2 separate regions of the Mus musculus genome follow, and region 2 is linked to region 1. Evidence: chromatin contacts called from public Hi-C data. All regions are on one chromosome and are shown on one strand. Each heading gives the region's core, a stretch centred on a gene start, on an enhancer-like site or on the middle of the called end of the contact. The rest is flanking DNA. Distances are from core to core; before and after follow the strand shown.

The links. Hi-C and Micro-C count contacts between places; a contact is called where the count stands out from the background.
Region 2: a contact with region 1 is called in a Hi-C map of liver, with 2.0 times the contacts expected there. The contact joins two enhancer-like sites. A contact is called at or near these places in 2 of 15 datasets of contacts at CTCF or cohesin (CD8 T cells and large pre-B cells) and 11 of 484 Hi-C or Micro-C datasets (B cells, the HL-1 cell line, double positive thymocytes and 5 more).

What each region holds. Positions count from the first base shown.
Region 1 is chr1:127,275,497-127,281,745 of GRCm38.p6, forward strand. The region is part of intron 2 of Mgat5 (mannoside acetylglucosaminyltransferase 5); the gene reads left to right. Among named protein-coding and RNA genes, the nearest start is that of Gm51747, 22 kb to the right of the region's middle. Within about 2 kb of position 3,360, at least 11 of the 459 cell types and tissues checked have an H3K27ac peak or open chromatin away from gene starts, as enhancers often do. A contact at or near this core is called in liver, where this site is marked.
Region 2 is chr1:127,395,636-127,401,884 of GRCm38.p6, forward strand. It overlaps Mgat5 (mannoside acetylglucosaminyltransferase 5), which reads left to right. Exons shown (of 18, transcript NM_145128.3): 11 at 1,872-2,005. All of the region lies in intron 5 of Gm51746 (a long non-coding RNA gene), which reads right to left. Among named protein-coding and RNA genes, the nearest start is that of Gm23734, 24 kb to the left of the region's middle. Within about 2 kb of position 2,321, at least 13 of the 459 cell types and tissues checked have an H3K27ac peak or open chromatin away from gene starts, as enhancers often do. A contact at or near this core is called in liver, where this site is marked.

The DNA.
Region 1 (6,249 bases), core at 2,110-4,609:
CAGCAAGGAGAAAAGCAGTCAATACACCTGTCTTTAGATTTATCTTAAATAAACTCATTTGATTTGGTCTCGTAGCGTTTAGAAATGAATGAATTCAAAAAGTTTGGGAATGACCAGATATGTACTTAATGAGAGCAATAAAGAAAGTTTGTATATTATTCATTCCACTGCCATGCCAATGCACCATGCATCGTGCAAAAATAAACTATATTAAACCAAGCTGGCTGTTCAAAGCATATTGGTTCCTAAGGAATGGAAGCCTGTGGACCTTGGAACTATATAACTTCTTAGCTTTTCTTTAGTGGGACAAATGAGGTAGGTAGGTTGGGGAATGTGGACAAAGAATGGCTGATCTAACTATTTAGGAATATTCTGAACAACAGAGATTAGATATGCTCTTATTTCCAGTACCTTATTTATTCTTCTATTTGGCACTCAAAATAACACGTGCATATGTGCATCAAAAACTGGCTTTCCCCACCCCTCCCTGCTACTGGGGATCAGGCTCCCCTTTATGAAAGTTGGGTTAGTCCTCAGGTCTTGGACTTTGTCCCACTAAAGAAAAGCTAAGAAATTATATAGTTCCAAGGTCCACAGCAGAGTCTAGGCAGCCAGGAAGCTCACCATCCAGGGAAGGAACAGTTGAGTGGCTATAGTTCCACCCAACTCCTTATGCCTGCTTGGCCTTTCTTGGCTGAACTTTGTGAGTGGCAGGGCCTCATACAGCCCAGGCTAGCCTGAAACTCCTGTGTAGCTGAGACTGACCTTATTTTCTGATCCTCTGGCCATTACCTTCAAAGTGCTAGAATTATAGGCAACACCATAACTAGCTTATATAGTTCTAGGGATGTAACCTGGCTTCTGTGCATGATAGGCACGCACCTACCTACTGTGTGAGCAATGACCACACAGCCCACAAAGATGCTTTAAAAGTTTTGTACTATAGTTTTTGTAAAACCATATCTTGTTCTTAGCCTCCAGTTCTTAGTCTCTAATTAAGACAACCACAAAAAGGAGAATCCCTAAGCAAAGGGCTCCTTCTGGTGACTGGCCTCAGTGCAGGTGACCTGGGGGTAGGTTGGGGGAGGGCTACTGGCAGTTTCCCTGTTCTTTCATGGGAATGGAAAGATCAGACCTGGCTGAGCATCCTAAGCCCCAGTAGTCACTTCTCTCTCGTTTCCTGTTGTTTTGGGGGTAAATACCAAATGTTGGGTGAGGGAGGCAGAAGGTTGTGCACAAAATTAGCTTGTTTGTCAACAACATACACACCCTTAAACATACCCTTAAAACACTGAGCCACCTTTTACCCAGGTCTTACAGAGTGGTAAATTAATGATTGGGCTTACTCAGTAACCAAGAGATGACTTACTTGGTAAAGTGCTTGCTGTGCAGGCATGAGTACCTGAGTTCTAATCCCCAGAACCCATGGAAATAATAACAATAATAGAACAGTAATAATCTGAAAGGTGATGCGCACTTGCAGTCTCAGCACTGGAAGGAACCAGGCTGATCTCTGGGGTTCTTGGCCAGTCAGCCCCTAGCCTGTTTGGTAAGCTCAAGGGTGTGACAGTCCAGGTTGTCTTCTAACCTCCACATGCATGCAAAGTAGATGCTGCACTGTGCATGTGCGCGCATGCATATAAAAGTTTTCCTAAATATGTCATAGAGCATCCCTCATGTTTCCATACTCTGCCCCTCTCTTCTCTATCATTTTTGCCTTTTCAGAAATACTCAGTTTCTTAAAGGGAAAGGGGACACATTAATAAGGCCTTGAGACTTGGAAGTTTCCCAAGTGATGGCAAGAAAGGACTGTTCCATCGCTGGACTTCACTGACCAGACAGACTGCAATTTGCTTGTGTTGCCTTATATTTGACTCTGAGTTTTTTCCTGGGGAGCAGCTCTGTCTAGATGAGCCTTTTGCAAAATGTTTGTATTCTGTTTGTACCAAGCCTGTGCCCCTACAAACTGGGGTAAAAATGTGGCTTTGCATAATGCTCTTCTTGCTTCTCTTGAAATAGGGAACGTGTGTGTGTGTGTGTGTGTGTGTGTGTGTGTGTGTGTGTGTGTGTGGTGTGTATGTTTGGGATAAATTTGTGGGGTGGTTCCTGGTTGGGAAGTACCCTTTTTGTCTAATCAGAGTTTTGGATGGCTTTGGAATTGTGAATACATCAAGACAGGGGAGACTTAGGAGAGCCCTCTCTTGCCTTCAGATCTTGGGTTCTAAGATGCAAAAGGGTTGATATCAAGAGTTCCATCCCCAGCACCTCACAAGCCAGCCATGATGACACTGGCTTGTAAGTCAAATACTTGGGAGGAAGCAGGAACTGAAGTTCAAGATCACTGGTAGCTACATAGTGAGTTGGGGGTCAGCATGGGATTTATGAGACCTTAAAAAAAAATGGGGCTTGGAGAGCTGCTTAGCAATTAAGAACACATGCTACTCTTGCAGAGGACCTGGGTTCAGTTCCCAGCACCCATGTGGTAGCTTACAGCCACCTGTAACTCCATCTCTAGGAGATTGAATGCCCTCTTCTGACTTCTGCAGGCACCAAGCATACATATGATATGCATACACACATGCAGGCAAAACACTCAGACACATAAATCTAAAAAACTTTTGACTTCTACCAGTTCAATTGGTGGTAGCTTAGTTTATGTATATTAAAGATGGCGTTTGTTTTATGAAGGGCAGTCAGCAGATGGAAGATGACTGTTTCCATTGTGCTCTTGTGAAATCAAGCCAGATTTTCAGTTTTTGGATGGGGAAGTCTCATGTTGCAATCTGTATTCATGAAGGGTACAGAGATCATTAAAAAGAGAAAAGTAATCTCTCAGCCATTGGCCAAACCAAACAACAACCATAATGTTATATTAACCTTTCTTAATAAGAACTCTGGGTCTTTAGTTGAGGCAGTGTCCTGACTGGAAGCGCTTTCTGGGAAAGTACCGAAGGAACATCAAAACTTGACCAGGAAATAAATACTGCTGGCCTGAGAAATTAGCTCAGGGCCTCCAGATCTCCTTCACCCAATGGGGATGTGATTCATCTTTCTGCTGTTTCTGGGGATAGCTCACTTCAAATGTGGGAAGTGGTCAATAGAAGTGAGATGGCTACTCTCTTTTATGTGTTCTAGTCAGCATTTCATCTCTGCATCTAGGGGGTGAACCTTGTAGTTTCCCAGGGGGGTGGGGGGAAGGAGGGAGGGAGGGGGAGAAAGATGGGAGAGAGAAAGAGAGGAAGAAACAGGAGAAAGAGAGAGAGAGAGAGAGAGAGAGAGAGAGAGAGAGAGAGAGAGAGAGAGGGGTATAGGAATGTTTGAGTAGAGAAAGAGAAAGATATGGAGACATGAGTCAGAGTATGCTCAGTGGTCTCTGCATGACACTGGAGTCTGCCTGTAGAGTCTTGCTTCACACGCACACACGCATATCCTAGTTATCTTAATATTAATAAAGCCTCAGTTGAGGAAATACTTAGATCGTATTGGCCTGTGGGCATGTCTGTGGGTGATTGTCTTGACTGCTAGTTAATACAGGAGGGCCTAGCCTACTGTGGGCAGCACCATTTCTTAGGCAGATGGTCCATATATAAGAAAGCTGGCTAAGCACTGGTCTGTGAGTGAGCCAGCAAGCATATGCTTCTTGTCTCCAGGCTCTTGCTCCAGCTTCCCTCTGTGATGGATTGTGACCCAGCAGGGTAAGCCGAATAGACCCTTTCTTCTCGAAGATGCTTTTGGTTAGAACTTTATCATAGCAATGGAAACGCTACCTAGAACCTGGCTGAGCAGAAGCATCATGTTCAGTGGGACAACAATTCTGTGTCCCGGGACTCTGGGGGCTCAAGTTTCCTTAACTGATTCTTGATTGTGCAATATATAAAGTCCTAGGGAGATGGTAGAACTCTTGGTGGGGGCAGATGGGCAGGTGGACCTCGGTTTGGGTGAAAGTGAGTTGGACAGATACATATGCTGAGGGAGGTGATTTGTAGGCTTTTGTTCCATCGTGGGTGCTGCAGACACCCATGATAGTTATTGCTGCCAGTGTGACTGGCTCTAGAATCCCCTCGAGGTCTCAGGCTGTGGAGGTACCATAGAGCTTCTGGACTGCTCTCACCATGCAAGGTTCTGCATTCAAGCAGGAAGGTGCAGACTCTGCCTTTGAGAGGGAGACAGATGTGGAAAACAGGCATTTCATGCCAGTGGACGTTGACTAGAGGCCAGACTGTCTATCTTTTGTTTCAGTGTAATGCGTCTAGGGATGTCACTGAGGTACGTACGGATGAGGAGCGACTTTGTAAGAGAGTCTGCTCTGTGGCTTCCCCGGGTTTCTAGCCTCCTCCTGGAGATCTCGATTGCCCTTTAGGCTAGACCAGAAAGTGTCTTTTGATTTTAAAACAAATTGGTTAAGCAGTCTCTTGCCTTCTGAAATGTCTTTCGAAGACTCCTCCCTTGCCTGAGAGGATCCCTGCTTTCCATTAAGTGGAACGTTCCCTACAATCACTTTCTGTCTTTGTGAACAGTTTCCCTCCTCTTATGTCATATAGCTTAGATTGGCCTTGAACTTGCTTTATAGCTGAGGATGGCTTTGAACTTCTGATCTTCCTACTTTCACTTCCTGTTGCCGAGATGGCAGGTTATGCTCCATTACATCCAGTTTATAAGCCTAGATAGAACCCAGGGTTTCATGCATGCCAGGCAAGTACCAAACTGTACTGTATCTTCTACCTGACAGGCTACCTTTAAAAGTGATGTTTTCCTTCAAAATTGAAGAGCTGAAATGTGGTCTCTAATTCTTGCAGTAGAATTACCTCTGTATGAAGATTTAGAGGATTTAGAGGATAAACTTCTGGCTTGCTTTTAAGAGATATTATTTTAAACTATGTATATTGTGTGTGTGTGTGTGTGTCCTTGTGGCCATGTACACATGAGTGCAGTACCCGCAGCAGCCAGAAGAGGGTGTTCAATCCCCCTATTGTTAAAGGAAGCTGTGAAGGCATCTGATGTGGATGCTAGGCATCAACACAGATCCTCTGCCCAAGCAATATATATGCACTCTTGGCTGCTGAGCCATCTCTCCAGCCTCAATGTTTGGCTTTCTTGAGTTGAGATTTTTGCAGCAGGGAGAAGCAGTAACCCTGTAATATATATGCCTTCTGTTTAGACATGTTGAGCAAAATCTATCTGAGAAACTAGAATGTGTTAGTAATCGGTCCATTTATTGTTTTTGTTTTGTTTTGTTTAGCTAGATGCTTTCTGAATATTGACTTGTTTTTTCACACCTCCTTTGGAGTCAGATAACCTTGGGAGAGGGATCTGTTGTCACCACGCCCCTGGGGGAGTTTTAGAAGCCGGCATCAGCTCATTCTCTGACCCTCTATGTTGACTGAACGGTGCATTTTTTGACATTAAAGATGAAATGAGAAACAATCTCATTTGGTTCTGAATCTGAAATGCCTCTAAACCTAAAATTATTTGAATGCACAAGGAGATTCCACTCCGACTTCATGTGACTGATTGTGTTCGAATGTTGTGGAAGAAACCTGTCTTAGTTTCTTTTCCTGTAGCTGTGATAAAATGCCCCGACAAAGCTACTTAAAGAAAAAAAGGGCTTATTATGATCACAGTTCCATGTTATAGTCCACCACGGCAGAGAAGTCAAGAAAACAAGAGCTGGTCTTGTTTTCTTGTAGAGTAGAGAGCATTGAATTAATTCCTACTGGCTTTGCTAAGCTCACTTCCTCCACCCTCTTACAGTTCAGAATCCCCTTCGTAGGGAATAGTGCCACCCACAATGGGCGGGGCCTTCCCACCTCAATGAGTAGGCTGGAGATAATCCCCTACAAACATGCTCAATGGCCAGCCTGAGCTAGACAATCCTCTATTGAGACTTCTTTTCCAGGTAATTCTAGATTGTGTCAAGTTGACAATTAAAACCAACCAAAACTCTCCTTTCATGCTGTGTATATAAGCTCTATATGAAACAAAAGAATTTTGTGTATAGACTTGTGTCTTAGTCAGGGTTTCTATTCCTGCACAAACATCATGACCAAGAAGCAAGTTGGGGAGGAAAGGGTTTATTCGGCTTACACTTCCATACTGCTGTTCATCACCAAGGAAGTCAGGACTGGAACTCAAGCAGGTCAGAAAGCAGGAGCTGATGCAGAGGCCATGGAGGGATGTTCTTTACTGGCTTGCTTAGCCTGCTCTTATAGAACCCAAGACAACCAGCCCAGAGATGGTCCCACCCACAAG
Region 2 (6,249 bases), core at 1,071-3,570, 120 kb after region 1:
AAATCTGTCCAAAATGTGGGCTTCAATCTTATTTAGTTAGTGGCAGTTGCTCAGAAGTCTAGTGCCAGAGAACAACAGCAAAGAACTGTCCCCATTGGCCAACCTTGCACGCTTATTTTACATGTTTTGAAAATCCTCAGTTAATCAGCGAAGCCCCAATCAATAATGTTGGTTCTCTGATTTCTTCCTCCCAGCCATCCCCTGTGCCACCCCAACCTGTGCTCAGAATGCTTTCTTGTAAAAACCAGCTTGTGATTAGTGTGTGCTGCGCAAGCTGGTATCATCTGTGCCACAGCTTTTCCGCTGTGCCATCACAGCTTGAAGACACTCGCCAAGTTATAGACAGACTATCAACAGCAGAATGTGGCCAGGTTCCAGTAAAACTTTTACTTCCCATTGTGGAAATATGAGTGAGATTCATGGAATTTTCCTCTGTTGTGTCTTTTAAAATCATTTGAGAATGTGAAACCTTGCTAAGGGAGGGAGCTCAGTCAGTGAAGGAAGGGTTGTGCAGTGTTTCAGGACCTGAGTTCTGGCCCCAGGGCCCACATGACAAAGCTGGATGGATATGGTGGTATATGCTTTTAACACTAGTGCTGTGGGGAGGGAGGGTTAGAGACAGGAAGATTCTAGGCCCCCCTGGCCAGCCTGCCTAGCCTATTTGGCAAACTTTAGGTCAGCAAGAGACTTTGTCTCAAAAGAAGCCAAGGTAGATGGTGCCTGGAGAATGTTAGTCCCAAATTGAACCCTGACCCCCCCCCCCCACACACACACACACATTCATTCTCCCTTGTGCGCATATGCATACACAAACAAACACATACCCAGGCACACCAAAGTATATAAAACCAACTCTTAGATCACGGCTATACTAAGGACTGCTGGGTCAGGTTTGGCTCAGTTTAATAGACCAATGAGACTATATTGTACTGCATCAGTTTCTAGTCGAACTAGCAATCAGGAACTAGTATGTTATAGTTGGATATATAAAAGCCACCCCGTCTGCTAGATGAGATTGAAGTCTGTTTTGTGTTACTACAACCTAATACTGGAGCCAGACTCGTTTATTGTGAAATGGAATTTATTGCTCACTGTTAGAAGCTGAAAACTTCAAGACGGAGTGGCCCCCATCCAGGGAAGGCACATATCCTACTGTGCAAAGTTCTGCCTTGGGTCACTAGTTATCTCCTCATAAGCCACTAGTGGCATCGTGGGCCCACATCTATCACTAATTATCCCCCCAAACCCTGCCTTCAAATGACATCAGTATACCAGTGAGAGGAGTGCCTTTCCAGTATGAAGAGATACCTGTATCTGTGGCACAGGCATGATCTAACGTCAAATAATTGGTGGGAAGGTTGACAGAGGCTAAAAGCCCTGCCGCATGCCCTGTGCCCTAAGCAGAATAAGATCTGTAGAGACAATGGTGCTTCCTTTCTGTCATTATGCTCATTAGTCACTGTGTACCCAGCCCTACCGGGTGCTAAGGTCACTGCAATGAGTCCTGCAGGCCCCCTCCAGCATCCCTGGACCTTTTTTCACTGGTATTTGGGCCGCCTTCAGTGGCTAGCCCGTTCTGCCTGCCTGGATGCCTGACACCCTCTTTGTAGGTGTGGCTGCTTACCGTGGTTAAGACTCCAAAACCACCTGGTCAGGGGTGTAGCTTAGAAGGAGAGAGTTTAGTTAGCTGGCAGGCGGAGCTGGGTTTAACTCCCAGAACCATAAACCCAATTGCAAAATGAGCAAGTAAGAAAACAAGACCTAAGCTGCTTCCCGGTGGCAATTCTACTTTGAAGTGTTTGTCCGTTTGCTTTTGTCTCTCGCGCTACACCATCGGGGTTATAGTGTGACACGCAGTGCTCTCCTTGCAGGTGCATGCTCCGGGTGCTAGACTCCTTTGGAACAGAACCTGAGTTCAATCATGCGAGCTATGCCCAGTCAAAAGGCCACAAGACCCCCTGGGGAAAGTGGAATCTGAACCCGCAGCAGTTTTACACCATGTTCCGTGAGTATTCCTGGGTGGACCCTGCCTTTCAGAAAGCTACCGGAGGCAGGCGCAAAGGTTAATTAGATAATCATTTATCTGGGCTTGCGAGTCTCAGAACCCTTATCTGAAAAAGTATGTGCCTTTGAAATTTTTCCTTGGGAATACTTTTTTTTTTTCAGTAATTGGAATTGAAAGCCCTCATAAACTTTTTGTGAAGAGATTTAGAAATGTCCTAGAGAAGAGTGTTCAGTACAAGTTACCAGTAGAAGCCACATGGGAAAGGCTGCAGATCACCTCCAAATGAGCAGTTACTAAGCATATCCCAGCATCGTATCCATGTTGCTAAGGGGACGTTACGTCCGGGAAAGGAATAAGGTCTTCCATGTCAACCCGCTCTTTCCACACAGTTCAATCGTAATCATTTGAGCATGAGCATTTTTTTTTTTTTTGAGACAGGATTTTCTGTGTAGCCCTGGCTGTCCTGGAACTCAATCTATAGACCAGGCTGTCCTCAAACTCACAGAGATCTGTCTGCCTCTGTCTCCCGAGTACTAGGATTAAAGGTGTGAGCCACCACTGCCTGACTGAGCAGGAAACTTTTAAAAGAAAAGGTAATCTCAGAGCTGGGGAGATGGCTTGGCACTTGCCCTGTGAGTTCTGATCTCCAGAACATGTAGAAATGCCAAGGAAGAATAGTGGTGTGCCCGCAGTTCCAGCCCCATCCCCCACCCTTCCTCTCCCCTCCACCCCCACCCCCAGCCAAGTGGGTGGAGATGGCACTGCCAGAGTCAACAAACCAGTGTGTTCTGGTTCAAGTGATAGGCTGCCTGAGCATACAAAGTGGAGAACCACTGAACGAGATACATGACATAAACCTCTCGCCTCTACCTGCACAGATGCATACATATACCCACATGTGGGAATATACATGCATAGCACACACGCGCATGCCTTTTCTGAATGAGGACTATTTTAAATACAGTCTCATGTTTTGCTGGCTGCCTAGCTACTGAGCTCAGACTACTTTGCCGCCCTTGCTGGTGTTTGTGTGGCATTTAATAAGCGTGTGCAGTGAAGGCTTTTTCTGTGTGGTCCAGAGAATGACTTACAGTAGCTATAGTGTTAGTTTCAAATGAGTGACTTTATTGAGCATGTAGCAAGCAAAAGTTTAAAAAAAAAAAAAAAAAACCAAAAGGCAGGTAGATTGTAAAACATCAACTTGGAGACTTACACAGTATCCAGTAGACAACTGCAGTAACCTGATAGAACAAGCGGGTGTGGTCATCGAATTGGGTCTTCAGCACCCCATAGAAATTGGCTGAGGAAGAAACGATTCTGCGGGGGCCTTGACCAAGAGCCTCAACACAGTTACCTCACAGCTGCCAGTTCCCACCTGAGACATTTTTATGCACAGAATAGACAGTAGCCTTGACTGGAAAGGGCTCCCACTCTGGCTCTCCTCGAGGCATGATACCAGGTTGTCTTGCCAGTCTCCTTTCTCTGCCATAGGGTCACAGGGCCAGCTTCTTCTTAGACATGTTTGGGTCTGAAGGGGGAGATTACTACCTTGCTTCCAGAGCCAACCTCTCTCTGGGACAGTCTGTGATCATCCATCGACATAATGGATGGGTGTTACAGATTGTGTTTGGACCGATGCACTCCCTGGCACTGCTGCTGGGCTCGGAGAGGTCTCCATGAGAGCCATTTCCTGTCACCTCTGTTTCCTGCTGTTGCTCTCCATTTCCCTACTTTTGCTTTATTTCTAATTAGCCATAGATTGTAAAACCAAGTACCCAAGTACTATACTAGACAGTGTTTGTGCTAGTAAGTTATGATTAAGTCCCCATGGCACAGGAAGGCTCTATTGTTGAAATGTAAGAATTAGTGAATAAAACCATTGATTTGAAGGCTAAGGATAGAGAGCTCTCCCTTTCCAAAGTTATCAGTATGACATCATCTAGATGTTTCCATGCTAAAACAAATTTCTGAAATGTCAGTCTTAATTGTTTGAGCCAAGGCCCTATAAATGCTTAAGCTATTTTTCCCTTTCCTGGCTGTCCTTCAATTCCTTACATAGCTGCCCAGAGGTGACCCATTGTTGGGTTCCCTACATATCTCAGTGAACATGTTAGACTAGTCCTTGGGAATTAGGTCTGGGGAAAAAAAGAATTAAAAAGGATATCCAGCTGGCAAGGTGGCCATTTTAAAAATCAACTCATGTTTATGGACTGGGGAGAAACCTCCGTTGCTAGAGTGCTTGAGAAGGTCTGAGTTGGATCCCTACGACTCCTGGGAAAGGTTAGGTGTGATGGTGTGTAGTTGTAATCCCAGCGCTGGGGAGGAGGAGAGATGGGTGAATGCTGGAAGATCACTAGCCAGTCAGCCTAGCCCACTCAGTCTTTAAAAAGTTGATGGTGCCTAAGGAGTGATGCCCGACATTATCCCCTGACCTCTTTGTGCATGGGTACACACACACACACACACACACACACACACACACACACACACACACGTACACACAAAATCTGACAAAGAGAGAGTTAGACAGAGACAGAGAAAGAGACAAAGGGAGACAGAAAGAGAGAGACAGTGGCAAGGAGGGACAAAGAGAGGGGGTGGGGAAGAGAGTTGCCAGTCTAATTGTTCTTTTGAGCCCAGAGAGTTTGGCGAGAGTATGCTGTATGTATGATAGACATTATCATTTTTGGAGTTATATTGTCCTGTTATTGCCACCTGTCCCAGGGGCACAGTTCAGGGAACAAACTAATATTTGGCACACCAGGTAACAGATGGCTGTCAGCATGGCAAGGCATGATTAAAGTCTGCCTGGGGTTTGACTTTGCTATGAAATCCTGAATATGGAAAGAAGTGCCAGCCAATCAACTAAGCAGGGACCTATGTCAGGACCAGGGGGTAAAACTTGAGCTTGCATAAACTTTCAGGGACACGATGGCAGTCACCTTGTGCTCTGCCCCAGAGCAGAGATGGAGTTTTCTCCGACTTGAAGAGTGGGACGCAGCCCCATGCAAACCTGCTGGGATTATGTGGATGAAGGCTTTCCTTCAAGTGAAAGAAGTTCTCTGTTTAAAGTGTAGTGAAAGCCAGAAACAGAGAATACTTTCTCTTAACCTGGAAGAAGGATACAGTTCCTGGTTTCAACTGAGACGGGGGAGGTGGGGGGGAGAGTTGACACAGTTGAATGCCTTTTAAGAAAAGAACCCACAGAGCAGAACATTGCCAACCACCCGAAACCCTGAGAGCAAACAGTGCAGAGGAGAATGTTTACATGGTTATTTGAGACTGTCAGAGGGATGCAAAGGAGCCAAGAGATCTGTACACAAGAAAGGCATATTTACGGCGTTGATGTGGAGACCTCGGGTGATCTTCGGGCTGAAGAGGGTATTAGTGAAGTCATAAAAATGAAATATTGGCCTGGGGATGGCTCCATGGGTAAAGGATTCACCATGCAAGCCCGAGGACCTGAGTTTGATCCCAGTAACTCAAGTAAAAAGCCAGGCATGTTGGTACAAGCCTGGAGTCCCCGCACTGGGGGAGGGAAGGAGGCAGAGAAAGGGGAATCCTTCGGGTTTATTGGCCAGTCTGCTCAGCTTCAGGTTGATGAAGACACCCTGTCTCCAGAAAACCAGGTAGATGGTACCCAAGGAATGGCATCCAAAGTCATCTTCTGACTTCCATACATAACCTACTTCTCACACACACACACACACACGCCTGCACACACGCACGCACACTTATACACCACCACCATCCACCACACCCCATCACACACAAATGTTTTCAACTCTGTGCTTTGAAAAGGACCAAAAGTTCAGCCAGCCTGATGAGGGTCATAAGAATGCAAGCCTTCAGACCAGGGTTTCCCAAACATCATTTTCCATATTAAAGAACCTCCTTCTAGAGAAAGTCAGATTGCTGATGTGAAGTAGGGAAGGCAAGGGAGACAGGAAGGACCACAGGGGTGGTATCAGGAGTTCAGTGGATTCTCAACCAGCATCAAAAGAACACTGGCTACAGTGGGCTCAAGTCAAATGAATGAAAAACAGTCTGTGGGGCTGGGCATGCAGCTCAGTCAGGAGAGTGCTCACCCAACATGCACAAAGCCCTGGGTTCCATCCCAGGGCCACATTAACAGGGTGTGGTGCTGCACACGGTAATCTCAGCGCTCAGGAGGTGGAGGCAGGAGGATGAAATGGTCACAATTACTTGGCTACTTGGCAAGTTCAAGATTAGCATGAGATACA